4 separate regions of the Mus musculus genome follow, and regions 1, 3 and 4 are each linked to region 2. Evidence: chromatin contacts called from public HiChIP or PLAC-seq, Micro-C and promoter capture Hi-C data. All regions are on one chromosome and are shown on one strand. The core of a region is the stretch at or near the end of the contact, and the rest is flanking DNA. Distances in the headings are between cores, read along the strand shown.

The links. Promoter capture Hi-C pulls out the DNA fragments that hold promoters and counts their contacts. A called contact is a pair of places that touch in the nucleus more often than the background predicts. HiChIP or PLAC-seq counts read pairs in DNA pulled down with a chosen protein or histone mark.
Region 1: an H3K27ac HiChIP or PLAC-seq map of embryonic stem cells shows a contact between it and region 2, with 2.8 times the contacts expected there. The contact joins the enhancer-like site here to the promoter of Suclg1 in region 2. A contact is called at or near these places in 6 of 39 promoter capture datasets (the HPC-7 cell line, the SN4741 cell line, cranial neural crest and 3 more), 1 of 15 datasets of contacts at CTCF or cohesin (the NIH/3T3 cell line), 17 of 484 Hi-C or Micro-C datasets (B cells, the CH12 cell line, the G1E-ER4 cell line and 10 more), 27 of 115 datasets of contacts at active chromatin or transcription factors (the 230-238 cell line, bone marrow-derived macrophages, differentiating embryonic stem cells and 16 more) and 1 of 9 other capture datasets (liver).
Region 3: a Micro-C map of embryonic stem cells shows a contact between it and region 2, with 2.8 times the contacts expected there. The contact joins the enhancer-like site here to the promoter of Suclg1 in region 2. A contact is called at or near these places in 8 of 39 promoter capture datasets (the HPC-7 cell line, HPC-7-derived erythroid cells, cranial neural crest and 4 more), 1 of 15 datasets of contacts at CTCF or cohesin (the NIH/3T3 cell line), 4 of 484 Hi-C or Micro-C datasets (differentiating embryonic stem cells, embryonic stem cells and liver), 8 of 115 datasets of contacts at active chromatin or transcription factors (bone marrow-derived macrophages, cardiomyocytes, embryonic basal ganglia and 3 more) and 3 of 9 other capture datasets (adipose tissue, liver and macrophages).
Region 4: a promoter capture Hi-C map of embryonic stem cells shows a contact between it and region 2, with 4 times the contacts expected there. The contact joins the enhancer-like site here to the promoter of Suclg1 in region 2. A contact is called at or near these places in 4 of 39 promoter capture datasets (cranial neural crest, embryonic stem cells, hippocampal neurons and 1 more), 18 of 484 Hi-C or Micro-C datasets (B cells, the C2C12 cell line, MC3T3-E1-derived osteoblasts and 10 more), 14 of 115 datasets of contacts at active chromatin or transcription factors (the 230-238 cell line, the SCID.adh cell line, astrocytes and 6 more) and 3 of 9 other capture datasets (adipose tissue, embryonic stem cells and liver).

What each region holds. Positions count from the first base shown.
Region 1 is chr6:72,924,130-72,928,255 of GRCm38.p6, forward strand. No RefSeq gene overlaps it. Among named protein-coding and RNA genes, the nearest start is that of Kcmf1, 26 kb to the left of the region's middle. Within about 2 kb of position 2,857, at least 175 of the 459 cell types and tissues checked have an H3K27ac peak or open chromatin away from gene starts, as enhancers often do. A contact at or near this core is called in the CH12 cell line, the NIH/3T3 cell line, the SN4741 cell line and 11 more, where this site is marked.
Region 2 is chr6:73,245,877-73,249,937 of GRCm38.p6, forward strand. Suclg1 (succinate-CoA ligase, GDP-forming, alpha subunit) reads left to right here and starts at 2,629. Exons shown (of 9, transcript NM_019879.3): 1 at 2,629-2,877. The coding sequence starts at 2,781. It overlaps Gm38834 (a long non-coding RNA gene), which reads left to right and starts at 2,887. Exons shown (of 2, transcript XR_869182.3): 1 at 2,887-3,507.
Region 3 is chr6:72,861,390-72,865,867 of GRCm38.p6, forward strand. It overlaps Kcmf1 (potassium channel modulatory factor 1), which reads right to left. Exons shown (of 7, transcript NM_019715.2): 2 at 369-536. Among named protein-coding and RNA genes, the nearest start is that of Kcmf1, 36 kb to the right of the region's middle. Within about 2 kb of position 1,537, at least 7 of the 459 cell types and tissues checked have an H3K27ac peak or open chromatin away from gene starts, as enhancers often do. A contact at or near this core is called in embryonic stem cells, where this site is marked.
Region 4 is chr6:72,827,463-72,831,611 of GRCm38.p6, forward strand. No RefSeq gene overlaps it. Among named protein-coding and RNA genes, the nearest start is that of Tcf7l1, 40 kb to the left of the region's middle. Within about 2 kb of position 1,584, at least 7 of the 459 cell types and tissues checked have an H3K27ac peak or open chromatin away from gene starts, as enhancers often do. A contact at or near this core is called in embryonic stem cells, where this site is marked.

The DNA of each region.
Region 1 (4,126 bases), core at 1,607-4,106, 320 kb before region 2:
CACAGAAAACCAAAATAATGTGCTCTGCCCCCATGTGTAATGTGGTGTATGTTTGTATGTGGAGGTGTGCTCCCCATGTGCCAATGCAGAGGCCAGAAATGGAGGGATGTCAGGGGTTATCATCCTCTTTCTCTCTTGCTCTCTCCCTCCCTCCCCACCTTAGTTTGAGACAGAGTCTCTAAGGTGAGCATGGTGTTCTCCACCTTGCCTAGATGGGCTGGCCATTGAGCTCCTGGGACTTGTGTGGCTTCTTAGGATCCAAACTCAGGTCCACACAGCTGCAGAACAAGCACTTGACCCCCTCAACTCTCTCCCCAAGCCCCAAGAAGCTGTTGACAGAGCTGAAAATGCTACCTATGTTGGTTTGATCATTATATACAATATGTGTATGTTGAATTACCATATTGAATGAATATGAATATATATGAATTAGACTATTAGGTTAGACACCATGGTGCATACAAGTAATTCCAACACTCGAGCAGCTGAAGCGGGAGGACTTCAAGTTCTAGGTGGGCCTGACCTACGTAGAGAGACTACCTTAAAATGAAAAAGTAAAGTAATATTAACAAGAAACAAATCATTGGCAGAGCATAGTGTCACAGTCTTCTTTTCAAGAACCATGACCATACTGTTGTCCAGGCCTGGTTACCTGTGTTCTGATGGAGCAGGGCCTAAGAGAGCTGGCTTGGGGATCCAATACACAGGGGAGTGGTGACGACAGCAAGAGGCAGCAGCAGGGCCATTGTGGGTACTTTTTCTTCTTTCTTCTAAAAATGTATTGTTTTTTTTAAATTATGCATGTGTGAGGTCTGCCACATGTGTACAGGTGCCCATTAAAGTAACTGTGAGTCATTTGATATGGGTATTGTGAACTCTCTGCAAGGACAGTTTATGTATGCTCTTTTTATGTATGCTCTCTGTATGTATGCCTGTATGAGGGTATCAGATCTGCTGGAACTGGAGTTACAGACAGTGGTGAGCTGCTGTGTGGGTGTTGGAAGTTGAACTCAGGTCCTCTGGAAGAGCAGCCACTGCTCTCAGTTGCTAAGACATCTCTCTAGTCTTTTGCTTATCTTTAACCACTGAACCTGTGGTGGTTTGAATATGCTTGGCCCTGGGAGTGGCACTATCACAAGGTGTGGCCTTTTTGGAGGAAGTGTGTCACCGTGGGGTTGGATTTTGAGGCTCTCTTTCTAGCTGCTTGGAAGACAGTCTTCTCCCAGTTCCCTTCAGAACAAGATGCACAACTTTCAGCTCCTTCTCCCGTGCCATGCCTGCCTGGATGCAGCCATGCTCCTGCCTTGATGATAATGGACTGAACCTCTGAACCTGTAAGCCAGCCCCCATTAAATGTTTGTCCTTTACAAGAGTTGCCTTGGCCATAGTGTCTCTTCATTGCAATGAAACCCTAGATAGAAGTTGGTACCAGGAACTGGGGTATTGCTGTGATAGGCCTGGCCGTGTTTTTGTTTGGAAGAATGTGGATTTTGGGACTTTGGATTTGGAAAGCAGTGGAATGCTTTAAGTGGGGTTTAATGGGCCATCCTAGTAAGAATATGGCATCACTGATGCTGAGTGTGGCTTGAACTGTGGGGGTCTTGCTTCAAAAGTTTCAGAGGAGAAGAATGTTAGTATATGGCCTAAGACTGTTTTTGGTGAAGAATATGGCTACTTTTTGTTGTCTGAAGAGTCTTCCTAAGGAATCAGATTAATTGCATTGACAAAGGAAAGTCTCATAAAAGCCCATACTTATAGTGACACACTTCTTTCAACAAGGCCACACCTACTCCAACAAGGCCACAACTCCTAAGAATGCCACTCTCTGAGTCAAGTACATTCAAACCACCACAGAGCATCTCGCCACCCCACTTCCCCATCCTTTTTTTTTTTTTAAAGACAAGGTCTTGTGTACTCCACGCTGTCTCTAAGCCCCCTGAGATATCATTGCTAACCTTGACCTCCTGATTTTCTTGCCTCTACTTTCCAAGAGCTGTGATTACAGGTGTGCACAAGCCGATTTATGTGAGTTGCTTAGATCAGATTGGCCTATGGGCATGTCTGTGGGAAACTGTCTTGATTAATGATGGATGTGGGAGGGCCAACCCACTGTTGGCAGAACCATTCCCCAAGTAGGCGTTTCTGGGTTGTCTAAGAGGCTGGTTAAGTTAGAGCCTTGACAGAGAGGAGTAAGCCAGCAAATGAACCAGCAAGCATCATTCCAGGGCAGCCAGGGCTACACAGAAAAACCCTGTCTCAGAAAACCAAAACTACAACAACGACACTTCATCAGACTGTTACCACATTGGAACATGGAATTTGTGGTGACTTAAATTTTTGTTCCTGGGTCATGATCACTCAGATTTGACTCCAGAATAAAGTATCTCCTATTTCCTGTGAGATTTTTGTGTGTTTGTTTTTGTCTGCTCAGTACATAAGTTTGTATCCTACTTAAAACTGAATACTTTCCTGATCATAACTACTGTTAGCTCAGTCTGTGATCCATAGTTGCTCCCAGCTGGAAATGGGTATTTGGAGTGATCCTTGGGGCAGAAAGGTGGGTTTCTGAAAAGCCAGATGAGCCTTGATTGTAGCTAGAGGCAGGGTCTGAGGAGGGTGGGGACAGAGAAACCAGCTCAGCGACTTCTTGTTCAGGCTTTGGAATGCTTGAGCTTCTGTCATCTAGCAGCCTCGGCACTGGCCAGATTGCTCCTTTGTTGAGGGTCCCTTTCTCATGCCAGGTTCCTGGGATGTGGGAGGAGTCTCACATCAGCTGTGGCTGAAAGAAGATCCCTGCCAGTGAATGGGCAGGAGCCACACCCAGCCGAGGTAAGTTGAAGTGGGAGGGACCTCGGTGGAGTGAGTCACACTTGAGTCACCCCAAAGTGACTCAGAGCCGGGAATGGAATCTCCTGCTGGGAGGACAGTGGGACAGGAAATTCCAGCTGGCTGAAGGGAGGGATAAGGGCTAGGGATGTCGAATGCCAAGTTTATGAACAAAGGGGAGTTTGAGGAGCAGGGAGAGGAACCCTCAGAACTTGCCAAACAGGAAGTCATATCTGGACAGCAGGTGGGGGCAAGGCAGCTTGCCCCCACCTGCTAATGATCCGGGGTCCAGGTGAGAAGTCGAGAGGGCCTGAGTGCTGACCACAGTGCATAGACAAGGCACACCTCAGGCTCCATACTGGCCCAGGCCCCAAGGAACCTCCCATGCTAGTGTAATCCTCTCTTGCTGTCTACTATGGCCATTCGATCTCTTGAAGTCTTCCCACACCCAACCTGACACTCAACAAACCCTAGGGATGTATACTGGCAGTATGTCATTATGATGCTATAGTAGCTTTGGCTTTTTTTCTGTTTTCTTTTTTCCTTTTCTAAAGCTAAAGTGTCACTCTGTAGCCAAGGCTGACATGGTTGGGAACTCCCTATGGAGGCCAGGATAACCTAGGCCTCACAGGAATTCGCTTCTCTTTTGCCAGTGCCTCTTGGGAACTGGTATGCTACTAATCCTGGCTTAATGATTTTTTTTTTTTTTAAATGTAGGCTTTAGGAATGAAAACCTTCCTGTTTTCATTGTTAATACTTCTCCTTTGGTCTTTGGCTGGAGAGATGGTGTAGTAGAGCCCACACTGTTCTTACAGAGGATGAGTTTGATGCTCAGAGTCCATGTCGGATTTCTTACTATTGCCTGTAACTCCAGCTCCAGGAGGATCTGATGACCCCGCTGGCCTCGGTAGATACATGCACATCTTTTTGCTGTTGTTGCTTTTGAGACAGGATTTCTGTGTAGCCTTGGCTATCCTGGAACTTGTTCTGTAGACCAGGCAATAATCCTATTTGTCAAAAATAAGATCACTACCACACTTTCAAGCCAAATTTGAAACAATCTTTAATTAAATACTGGCCAGGTTACTGGACTCTAGCCAGGCCCACACCTGAGTTTTAAGGAAAATGCTCCCAAGTCACAGTTTTCAGATGCTTAAAAAGGCAAACCCCACAATTGACCTTCTATCCATCAGGGGCAAGTGTACATTCTGATGTAATTCTTGCCCACATGGGATCAAGTCCATCTGGTGCAAATGGCTCAAACACACGTAGGACAAACAGGAATATATTCTTAATTGCA
Region 2 (4,061 bases), core at 1,379-3,878:
ATCCTTTTATCAATATACTTCTTCCCCAGATGTCTTTCTCACCAATTTTCCAATCATCTTCTTTCTTTGTCTCTGACCATCTAGCCAACCCACTGGCTACAGCCCACGAATCAGTGAACAATAGTGCAATCTGGCCATGTGTGATGGATTATATATGCTTAGCCCAGGGAGTGGCACTATTAGGAAATGTAGCTTTGTTGGAGTAGGTGTGTCACTGTGGGTGTGGGCTTTAATACCCTAGTCCTAGTTACCTGGAAGTGATTCTTCTCAGAGCAGCCTTCAGATAAAGATATAGAACTCTCAGCTCCGCTTGCACCATGCCTGCCTGGATGCTGCCATGCTCCTGCCCTGATGATAGTGGACTGAACCTCTGAACCTGTAAGTCAGCCCAATTAAATGTCCTTGTAAGAGTTGCCTTGGTCAAAGTGTCTGTTCACAGCAGTAAAACCCTAAGTCACCATTTAGACTTCCAAACAAATTGTAATACTATGTATACTATTGAAGCTCTGTCCACAGTGAAGATTTCCCTTCACTGGTGTCTTTCAGGGTTGTCCCCAAAAGAGTTTGTAATGCTGCAGCTGTCTATTTCTGGGTGATGCCTGCATAATGTACAGAACCATCAGGGAACCAGGCCCCAGTCTTCTCTTCTCAGCCAGCTGATCATAGGGGATATACCTTGAGGCTATAGGTGTGTGTGTGGCAGCAGACAGCATTGTAATGTGAGTGGAAACCATAGGCATTTGGAGAACTTCTTCATGTAATTTGCTTGTGCCTTCAGGACCTGGTTGGGCCAGATCACATATATACCACTTCCATTTATTAATAGATTGCTACTGTGCACATCCTGCTTTATGACTGGTGGATCAGATAATTTCCAGTGCATGATGAGCAGCTTACAGAGTACCTTGAGGTTATATAGTAACTTGGTGTCCCATTGTCAAACTAAGTCCCAATAGCAGGCTAACAGCTGCCTCTTAAAGGGAGAATTGTCTACAGATGATGATGAAGCCTTTCTCTAAAATCCAAAGGTCTCTTCTGTGACTCACCTAGGGGCCTGCCAAAGGCTCCAGACAGCATCCCTGCCTGTCACTGAGATCTCAAGTACCATTGGGTCTGCTGGATCACCTGAGCCAAGTGGTAGTGTGCTTGCTTGCACAACAGTCTGGACTTCTTCAAGAGCGTTCTCTTGCTCCAGGCCCCACTTAAAGTTAGTAGCTTTCTGAGTCACTATGGACTGGAGTCACACACCCAAGTGAAGAGGGTGCTGCATCCAAAATCCAAACAGGCTCAGTAAACACCGTGCTTCTTTCCAGTGGGAGGGGCCAGACACAATAACTTTACAATAGAAGGATAGCTCTGCATGCCCCAAACCACTGCACTCCTAAGAATTTCACTGAGTTAGAAGGTTCTTGAATTTTGGTTGAATTTACGTGTTACCCATGAATTCAAACTGGCTGCTATCCACTACTCACTTGGTCCAATCAGCATAATGTTGTCAATATAGTGTACACACACACATATTTACAATCTATACTATATGTTATATATACTATGTATTACACATTTTGTTAAATAAATGAAACAAAATGCTTAATTATTAAGTAAAGATTCAGTGAAAAATTTCCTCCTTAAAACCATTGTTCGCGGGCTGGAGAGATGGCTCAGAGGTTAAGAACACTGGTTGTTCTTTCAGAGGTCCATGAGTTCAATTCCCAGCCACCACATGGTGGCTCACAACCAAGTGTAATGAGATCTGGTGCCCTCTTCTGGCTCACAGACATACTGCAGACAGAACACTGTACATAATAAGTAAATAAATAAATCTTTAAAAAAATGTTCACACTGGACCTATTTGGAAAGCACTGATATTTAACTTTACCACAAGGGCAGGATCTACAAGACAAGTACACATGAGAATGGTGCGAATTATAATGACGACCTTACTGAGCTAAAATAACTTTATTGATTATACTGATAAGGAATCTTAGGAACGCGGTTTTAGACAAGAAACGTGGTGCTTTGGCTCAAGGACTTGCTAAGGTTTTAAAAGAGTGGAGTGAATAATTTGTTCCAATTGGGCACAAATCCTATTTGATCTCGAGTTGTAGTCCTTAGGATTTTAGAAAGAGGCATAATTAGCATTAGTAAATAATTAGCATTAGTCGAAGGCAGTGCGCCAGTTTGTTTAATAAAGAGATTCCTGCTTCAGGAAACTGTCAGCTAAGGGGCTTTTTAATTTTAAGTATTTGGTCACTTTTCCTTTTTTCTTTTGCCGGCCACTAGTGCGGATAATTTCCGGAACCGTACAGGGAGGACAAGAGGAGTACAATCTTCTCTGTAACAGGTCAGAAAAAAACAAAGTGCAGGATCACGGTCTGGCACATAGCATTGCTGCCGGCGCCTCCCCTCAGCGTTTGTCACGGCTTTTCCTGGGCGCCCACGCCGGAGTTTAAATCGCTTCCAACCCCTTCCCTTTCAGCACGCTGCTTACTCGGAAAAAAAATACATTTCCCACAACACCACGCGCCGGCCGGGCCTCTCATGGGCTGTCCCACACATTGCCGTTATGTTTATGGTTACCCAAGCCCACATCTACTAAAGAACAGAGCTATTGTTTGCTTTTCAAACGTCATCCTTCTTGTTCTTTTCCACTTGTAACGTTCACTGTTTGAGAAGAGACTCCGAGGAGCGTAAGATATTCAGGCTACTCCTCTAGACACCTTTCTGCGCGAGCCTGAGCCCATGCCAAGGTCCCGGGGTCCTGAGAGTGTCATTGGGGGATGACCGCAACAGTAGTTGCTGCGGCTGCCACTGCAACCATGGTCTCCAGCAGCAGCGGCCTCGCCGCCGCCCGCCTGTTGTCGCGCACCTTCCTCCGTGAGTCGTGCCGGCCCGGCTCTGTCCTCCATGCTTGCGTAGACCTCGGGTTCCTGATTCTGGCCCCGGCGGTGTCCGGGCTCTTCCGGGCGGGCCCTCGGAAGGGGCGAGGGAGCCACCGGTCCAAACGCCAGTGGCAGACCTCGGGGGTGGAGGGGGCTTTGTCCGATGGGGTCGTGGATCGGCCGATGCACTTCGCAGGGCGCCCTGCAGACACGGCAACAATATCCTAGTTCCCTCGGTGACGGGGTGTGTGTGTGTGGAGGCGGGGGGGGGGGGGTGAGGTGGAGGTGGCCTCTGGGCTGGCCCTTACTTGGAGCCAAGGCTAAAGAGGTCCAGGATGAACTCTGCTGGGAGTGTGAGCCCCCGGGTTGAAGAGGTTGTAATTTGTCCCGAAAGATTCTGCACTTGGAGTTGACCGTTCTGTTGAAGTGGTAGGGCCAACGGAAAGGTGGTTTCTGCACCCAGAGTCAACGTGGCCCCGTAGGAGCTTGGAAGCTGACCAATGATGTGTCGCTCTTTACGAGACTCCAATGAACACCTCAGTTTCTGAGAACCAATCTCCCAGGGTTGCTATCCTGCAATGCTGACTCTTGAAAAGTAGTGCTGCGTTCAAAGTCTCTGTGTTAGGTACGATAGGAAACAGCTTGGGAACCGGTCATGTCGTTTTTGAAGTCTGGCCAATCATTCGTATGTGTATAATAGTCTTTTTTTAAAAAGTGATTTCTCGATGGATGTGGTGGCCCACACATTTAATTCCTGCATTTGGGAGGCAGAGGCAGGTATGCGGGTCTTTGTGAGTTCGAGGCCAGCCTGGTCTACAAAATGAGTCCCAAGAGAGCCACAGCTGTTACACAGAGAAACCCTGTCTTGAAAACAAAACGAAATGAAACAAACAAAAGCCTACTAAACAAACAAACAAACAAACATCTCTCAAGTAATAGCTTGGTTTGTGAAGCAGAGCATTGTCCTGCCTATCACTAACAGGAGAAATGATTGCCGATTAAAACTGTGATGAGTGATTGGTTGTCAGGTTTATCCAGATCTAGGAGATGTTAAGAAGTAATGAGTGGTTTGGTTTCATTGTGTAGAATAAGTGAGTCAGTTTACTGCTCAGAAATAGACACTCATGTAACACTCTTTTCTTTGTGACATCTTGTTTCCTCTCGCATCAGATAGTAGGT
Region 3 (4,478 bases), core at 287-2,786, 390 kb before region 2:
AATCAAACCCACTTGAGCCAGTGCTTCATGCCCATCAGGAAGGCTATAATCAAAGACAATAGTAAGTGTGTTGGCTAGTTAAATAATTGAGGCCTGAAGCAGACAGCTTTTCTTACTGAGGGCTATTAGCAACAGCCCAGCCTGATTTCACTGCTTGTTTCAGTAGCACTCTGGACCACTTGTGGAGTTTTCCAAGGGCTGAAAACTGTAATCAAGAGACAGAAGGACACAGGGAAGATGATTTTAGTTTGAATGAATCTGAACTCTTGGAGGTGCTTATGGGATAGTTTCAGGATGTTTTGTTTTTGCTTTTCATACCCATAGAAGCCCCTTAAATGATAATAATTGATTTTGCATTATGAACTTACCAAAGTCTACCCTTGTTAATATGCACTGCATCGGGTGGTCAGTTGTATGCCTTGTTGTCGTTGCCCCGCTTTCATAACAAGATGCACAAAGATCGTAATCGTAGCAAATTAAACACTTATATCTGCGACCTCGAAAATTTCCTTTTAAACATGCATCACAGCTGACACCTATAAAACAAGAAGAAGCACCTTCAATCAGCGGCTGGGAAGGGTCAGTGTGGAAATGTTTCAGGGCTCATTTGGCCCAGAGAGCCTTTCAAAAACAACCAGCAACAACACAGTAAAAAACACAGTAATCTGAGCAGTGTGGAAAACTCCTTACTCAGAAAGGTCAATCCTAATGAAGAGGACCTCAAGACGGGTGGCGGGAGGGGCAAAATTTAGGGAGTTTTAGGCCACCAGATGATAAGATGCTACTGGGGTAAGGTGTCTCCAAATATTTCAAGAAGTGTAAAAGCCCTTGTTAAAAAGTGCCTTGTGATCTCAGAAAAGGTGTAGTTACATGCTTTTTTTCTATAGGTTCACAGTCTATATGGCTCAAAATGCCACCAATTATCTGGCAGGTATAAAATCCTAAGAACTACATACGTTTAAACTATAATACACACAAAGAAACCACAATCAGACTGTAAGTTCATATCAGAAACAAACAGCAAACACTTAAATACCAATTCTTCTTCAGTTTTTGTTTTACATAATGTCTCAGTAGGAAGCCCAAAATGACCTTGAATTCATGATCCTCCGGCCTCAACCTCCAAGGTGCTGGGATTACATGTTTACAGGTGTGCAACAATTTTTCTGAACTCCTAAATAACAAAGAGTGGGGGACAGGGTCTGACTGTGCAGCTAGACTTTGGTTGACCTTGAACTCACTGGGATCCACTTGCCTACGCTTCTAGAGTGCAGGGATTAAAGGTGTACAACAATTCTTTGTTTGTTTGTTTGTTTGTTTTTGGTTTTTTAGAGACAGGGTTTCTCTGTATAGCCCTGGCTGTCCTGGAACTCACTTTGTAGACCAGGCTGACCTCGAACTCAGAAATCCGCCTGCCTCTGCCTCCCGAGTGCTGGGATTAAAGGTGTGTGCCACCACGCCCGGCACAACAATTCTTAGTATGTTTAAACAAAGAATAAATGAGGGGGCACTGTGTAGGTCAGCCTACTCTACATAGTGAATTCCAGGACAGTCAGTGCCACAAAGGGAGACCTTGCCTAAAGGGAGGTGGGGGATGAGGGGTGGGATACAGGGAGTAGGGGTACTTCAAGAGCCAGATAGGAGATCTATACTAAATCAAATGTTTAGAGTTCAAATTTTTAAAAAATTTTAATTGAAAAGTCAAAGCGCAGGATTAACAATAGAAAATGCCCTTATTTGTATGTGTATACTTTTTTTATGCAGAAAGCACATATAGCTGAACTCAACTGGGCCAGTGTGTTAGATAAGAAAGAACAGAACAGGTCAGCTAGACAGTGAGTGGTGCTGCACACTTTAGTTCCAGCACTTGGAAGGCAGAGGCAGGTGGATCTCTGTGAGGCCAGCCTGGTCTACAACTCCAGAGCAGGCAGGACTTCAAAGAGAAACCTTGCCTTAAAACAAACAAACAGGGTTGAAGAGATGGCTCAACAGTTAAGAGGACTGACTGCTCTTCCAAAGATCCGGAGTTCAAATCCTAGCAACCATGGTGGCTCACAATCATCCGTAAGGAGATCTGATGCTCTCTTCTGGAGTGTCTGATGACAGTTACAGTGTACTTACATATAATGAATAAATACATCTTGAAAAACAAACAAAAACAAACAAACAAAAAAGAGAAAATAGAACCTTAATAATATATTAATGGTATTTTTTCACTCCAAAATAGAAAGGCATTCAGTTTTTTAAAAAGCAGTTTATGATTCTACCTACATTAGTCAAATTCAGAGAGAAAGAAGACAGTTGGTTATCAAGGGCTAGGGAAAGGGGGTGGAGGAAGATAGGGAGTGTCTGTCTACTGGGTAGAGTTCCATTTTGGGATGATGAGAAAATTCTAAAGATGGATAATGATCAGGATAACAATGGAATATACTTAGTGCCACAATAAAGGGCAGACCATTAAGAAAAAAAACCAAGCTTATGAATAAATCTAATCAAAGACAGGAAGCCTTTTAGGAAGAAATTAGTAAAAATGTATTCAAAGACATTTTAAATACAATTTTAAAAAATGTTAGGGCCTTCGGAGCTAGCACCTGAAGGACCTGAGTTCAGATCCTATCAGCAAGTGCACACTCAATCCCAGGAGAGATTAAAGGCTTGTGACACTACCACTTGAATCCAAGGCAATGGTCATAAATAAAAGCATTTAATTAGGGGCTTGCTTATAGTCTCAGAGGCTTAGTCTATGGCAAGTATGGAGGCACCTGTGGTAGCTGAGAATAGCTGAGAGCTTTACATCTGATCCCCAGGAGGACCTACAGGCAGGTAGGAAAAGAGTCTCTGGGCCTGGCGAGGGCTTTGGAACGTCAAAGGCCACCCTGCCACATCCTGTGATACACCTTTGCTAAAAAGGTCCATATATCTCCTAATCCAGGCACTTCACCAACTGGGGTCCAAGTATGCAAACACGAGCCTGCTGGGGCCATTCTCATCCAAACTGCCACACTTCCCTTACACTGACTGCTTCTGTCACATATTGTGTCCTGTTGACTAATATATACACCACGTAATAGATTCAGGATACTGGGGTACGGTGGTTTGAATAGGTATGGTTCCATAGACTCACATGTTTGAATGCTTGGCCCATAGTGAATGGCACTATCAGGGGGTGCCTTTGTTGGAGAAGTGTGTCACTGTGGGGGTGAGAGCTTTGAGGTCTTCTATGCTCAAGCTATGCCTAGTGCTGCACACAATCTCCTGCTGCCTGTAGATCAAAGATGTAGAACTCTCAGCTCCTTTTCCAGCACCATGTCTGCCTGCATGGCGGGCTTCTAGCCATGATAATGGATTAAACCTCTGAAATATGTAAGTCAGACCCAACTAAATGTTCTCCTTTGTAAGAATTATCATGGTCATTACCATGGTGTCTCTTTACAGCAACAAAACCCTAAGACACTGGAGTACCACACAGACTAGATAGATAGGCAGGCAGGCAGGCAGACAGATAGACAGACAGACACACACAGAAATGGCTAAGTGGTTAACAGTGCTGCTCTGGCCTCTGTGGGCAGCTGTATACTCACCCACACACAAATATTAAAAACATAAAAAGATGGAGCTGGAGAGATGGCTCAGTGGTTAAGAGTACTGACTGCTCTTCCAACCATGTGTAACTGGATCTGATGCCCTCTCTGGTGTGTCAGCAACAGGATGCTCATATACATTTAATAAATAAATAAATCTTTAAAAATTAAAAAAAAAAAGATGTTTTTTGTTTGTATTTTGTTTTTTTCTTACAGATATTGTGGCTTTCAAAGTTTTTATTATTTTTAAATCATGGGCATCTATACATCCACTGTCCCAAATATCAGATCCCCTTGAGTTAGAGTAATAGAGTGACAATAGACTGTAAACCACCTGACATGGGTACTGGGAATCAAACCTACATTCTTAGGAAGAGCAGCAGCAAGAGTTCTTTACTGCTAAGCCCTCATCTCTCCGGCAGTTCCTTTGTTTTTTGAGACAGATTCTCATTATGTAACCCTGGCTGGCCTTTGCTTACTACATGCTGGAATCACAGAGCTTGTCTACAGCTATTTAAAGTGGAAAACTTCAGGTTGTTAATCAGTATTATCTCTACAAGGCCTATGTATGTTCCAAGTGTGACTTTTCCTTTAAGAAGTGTATTATGCCATACAATAAACTCACTGAGAACAACACTACTGAAAGTACACAACAACGGTAAAGGCTATTCTTCCCAGAGGATCTCTGCGTTTATAGACAACTGGAAAATTAGTGCAATCTTGAACAGGGGGATGGCCTCAGCAGATGCTTGCCTTTCATGCCTGACAACCTGAGTGTGTTCTCTGGAAGCAATGGTGGAGGGAACGGACTTCTGAAAGTTGTCCTCTGACCTCCAATATGTGTTGTAGCACAAGACTCAACAGACACACAGACACGAGTAAATTTCTAAAAGAAAA
Region 4 (4,149 bases), core at 334-2,833, 420 kb before region 2:
CATGATGGGATTAAAGGTGTGTGCCATCACAGCTCAGCCTTTTTTGTCTCTCACCACCACCCCCTCCCCCCCTTTTGGGTTTTGAGAATGGTTCTCACTCTGTAGTCAAGGCTGGCCTGGAACTCATGGTCCTCTCACCTTACCTTATCCCTCTCTGGGATGTCAGGTGTGCTGGGATGTCAGGTGTGCTGGGATGTCAGGTGTGCTGGGATGTCAGGTGTGCTGGGATGACTGATAAGTGTGCTGGGATGTCAGGTGTGCTGGGATGACTGATAAGTGTGCTGGGATGACAGGTGTGCTAGGATGACTGACAGGTGTGCTGGGATGACTGTCAGGTGTGCTAGGATGACTGACAGGTGTGCTAGGATGACTGACTGACAGGTGTGCTGGCATGACAGGTGTGCTGGGATGACAGATGAGTGTTTCCATTTTCTGAAAAGATTTTTGTTGTTGTTTTTTTCTCATTTTTTGGTTTATTTATTTGTTTACTTATTTACTTAATTTTAACAAGATCTTTCTACATAACCTGTTATGGAACTCACTACATAGACCAGGCTGACCTTGAACTTAAGAGATCTGCCTGCCTCTCTCTCCCAAGTGCTGGAATTAAAGCTGTGTGTTACCATGCCCTGCCTAAAAAAGATTTTTTAATTGGTCAACACGACTTCTCTTGAAAGGTGGGCCCTCGATTAAGAAACTGACCAGAAAGATTATAAAGCCATGGGAGGCTGGGGGCTCTGACAGGCTTGACAGTGGCAGCAGATGTCTTTTCCTAAGCTAAAGTCCCCACCTCCCTGTAGTCTCCCCTCCCCCAGCCTGAAACCTGCTTGCTCAGGGGTGGAGCTTCCTGCTCATTCGTTCTGCCACGCCCACTGCTGGAACCTGCCGCTTTGCTGTTTGGAGCCACACACGTGCTCACCTTTCTACTGGATCAGAGATTATTCGGCGGGAATCGGGTCCCCTCCCCCTTCCTTCATAACTAGTGTCGCAACAATAAAATTTGAGTTTTGATCAGAATGAATTTGTCTTAGCTCCGTTTCTTCTTTCGCCCCCTAGATTCCTCTCTTACAGCTTGAGTAGCCATATCAGTCGAACCGTTCACGTTACGAGCTGCTGGCGGCCGCAACACCTCCCTATTCCCTTTTCATTGAGACCTGTATGTGTGATGTATGTGGATATGTGTGCAAAGGTATCTGGGGGCCAGAAGAGCATATCTGGTGTCCTGCTCTACCACTCTGCCTTATTCCCAGAGACAGGGCCTCTCACTGAACCTGGAGATAGACTGGCTGCCAGCAAGCCATAACAATCCCCCATGTTTGTCCCTCACAGCACTGAGGCTACCCACATAGCAGTGTATAGCTTTTTATGTGGGGTCTAAGAATTTGAACTCAGATCCTCTGTGGGTCAGCCCTATTTTCCTCTCCGGGAAGAAATAAGGCCCAGACTGAACTACCACTAAAGAGCAACATCAGGGCTGGGCTGACTGCTCAATGCTTAAGACTGAACACTGCTCTTGTGTAGGACCCCAGTGTGGTTCCCAGGACCTATGTCAGGCTGTTCCTAGCCTCCTGTAACCTCAGTCCCAGTTAACTGCTGCCCTCTTCTGGCATCCACAGGCACTACACTCATGTGCGTCCACATTTGCACCTAAGTAAAAGATGAAACAAAGGCTCCAGGGGCTGAGGGGAAGGGAGGAGAAGGGACATTTGTTTGCTTGCTTGTTTGTGGCACTGGAGTTTGAACCCAGAGCATCTCACACACTAGGCAAGCACGGTCTCCTTGGGCTAAGTTCCTGCCTAGGAGGATTTTGTTGTTTCTTAAATCTTTCTCTTCCCATTGCCTGTAAAGTCTCAAACCTAGGACAAATGGCTGAGGTACCTATTTAACATATCAAAGTGGACCTGGCTGCCAGGTTCTCCCAGCATCCCTCAGTCCCTACCTGTCACAGGATATAGCGGGCTTTGAGTTCACAAATGCTCAAGCTACACCCAGTGTGGCACACAGTCTCCTTCTGTGGAAACGTAGAACTCTGGGTTCCTACAGCACCATGTATGCCTGCACGTGGTTAAGTTCCCCACCATGATTGATGATAATGGATCAAACCTCTGAAACTGTAAGCCAGCTCCAATTAAATGTTTTCTTTTAGAAGAGTTGCCTTGGTCATGGTGTCTCTTCATAGCAATGAAACCCTAAGACATTCTCCTTCCAGAATTTTCTCAAGGGCTTTTTACATACTAGATGAAACATTTTACAAAGTGAGCTCTATCCCCAGAACTGCCTCCAACTTTGCATTTAAAAATTACTATTTATTTATACATCATTATGATGATGATGATGATGATGATGTTGGTTTTTCGAGACAGGGTTTCTCTGCATAGCTCTGGCTGTCCTGGAACTCACTTTGTAGACCAGGCTGGCCTCAAACTCAGAAATCTGCCTGCCTCTGCCTCCAAGTGTGCCACCACTGCCCGGCTTATTTATACTTTAAATTTTAGTTTTATTTTGTGTGCATGGGTGTGTTGCCTATTTGTCTGTCTGTCTACCACATGCATGCTTAATGCCTGCAGAGGCCAGAAGAAGGTGTCAGATCCTTAGAATGGAGCTACAGTTACAAGCCACCACGTATGTGCTGGGAATTGAACCTGGGTCCTTTGCAAGAGCAGCCAGTGCTTTTAGCCACTAAGCTATCTCTCCAGCCTTATTACTTATTTACTTTGATATCTTTGGAGACAGATTCTCTTTACATAGCCCTGGCTATCCTGGAACTCACTATGTAGATTGGATTGGCCTCAAACTCAGATCTGCCTGTCTCTGCCTCCTGAGTGCTGGCATTAAAAGCCTGTGCCACCACACCTGTGGCCCTTCCCCCCAATTATTTCTCTATGTTCTCATTAGTGCAGTGCTTGAAGTCAGAAGAAGATAACAGATACCCTCAGCTTGAGTTCCAGATGGTTGTGAGCCACCCTGTGTGGGTGCTGTGTCCTGTCCCCAGGAATAGGAGAACACCATCTTAACTGCTGAGCCATCTCTTCAGCCCCCCACCTCCTGCCTTTCACTAGCAATATCAACTAGGGGTTTATGTGCAATCATTTTCAAAATGCTTTGTAATCGCCATATCCTCAGTGTCCCGTGTAAGTGCCCATGTAAGCAGTCTTAGGTCCTTTTGAGGGAAAGGCTGGAAGGGTCATTGCCAAGTTCAGTGGCTCTTGCTCCAGAGGTCCTTTCTTCTGGAGTTCTAGCATCTTTCATCTGCAGGCTTATGTTTTATAGCCTTATAACTTCAAATGGGCAACTGCCCTCAGCTTGCCCCTATCCATCCTGATTTTCTCTGGATAATTCAGTTGGAGTAGAACTATTTTTTTTAAAGTATACTACTTTTTTATTTTTATTTTTTATTATACATAAATTCACTGTAGCTGACTTCAGACACACCAGAAGAGGGCGTCAGATCTCATTATGGGTGGTTGTGAGCCACCATGTGGTTGCTGGGATTTGAACTCAGGACCTTTGGAAGAGCAGTCAGTGCCCTTACCCGCTGAGCCATCTCTAGAACTATTGTTTGCTGTTGGTTTTGTTTGTTTGTTTTTCGAGACAGGGTTTCTCTGTGTAGCCCTGGCTGTCCTGGAACTAACTCTGTAGACCAGGCTGGCCTCGAACTCAGAAATCCACCTGCCTCTGCCTCCCGAGTGCTGGGATTAAAGGCGTGTGCCACCACCACCCGGCTAACTGTTTGGTTTTTTTAAATTAGTTACAATGAACCTCTCTTCTCCAAATTCCTTCTGATGGTCCCTGTAAGCTGCAACTTGCTCTGCATAGCCATCACTGCAAGGTTCCCTGGAGAACGAGAAAGCCAGGTCAGAGAGAAAGCAGGAGGGTACCACAAGCTGATAAATGGCAGTGTTGGCACTGAAACCAAGCGGTCTCCTGCAGAAACCCAGTTGCCTCTTATCCAGGGAACTCTGTTAAGTGGGCCCACCTGTTTTGAGGTTGCTTCCAAAGCCTAAGGGCAAAGACAAGGGGTTGTTTCTCTATCTTACATTGATCTACTGCCCCCACGTGGCCACATATTGAACTTCACCCCTGTTTGATCCCAAACTATGAGCCCCCTTCCTCACCCTAGTGGGAAACAGACCTGTGTGCATCAGACAG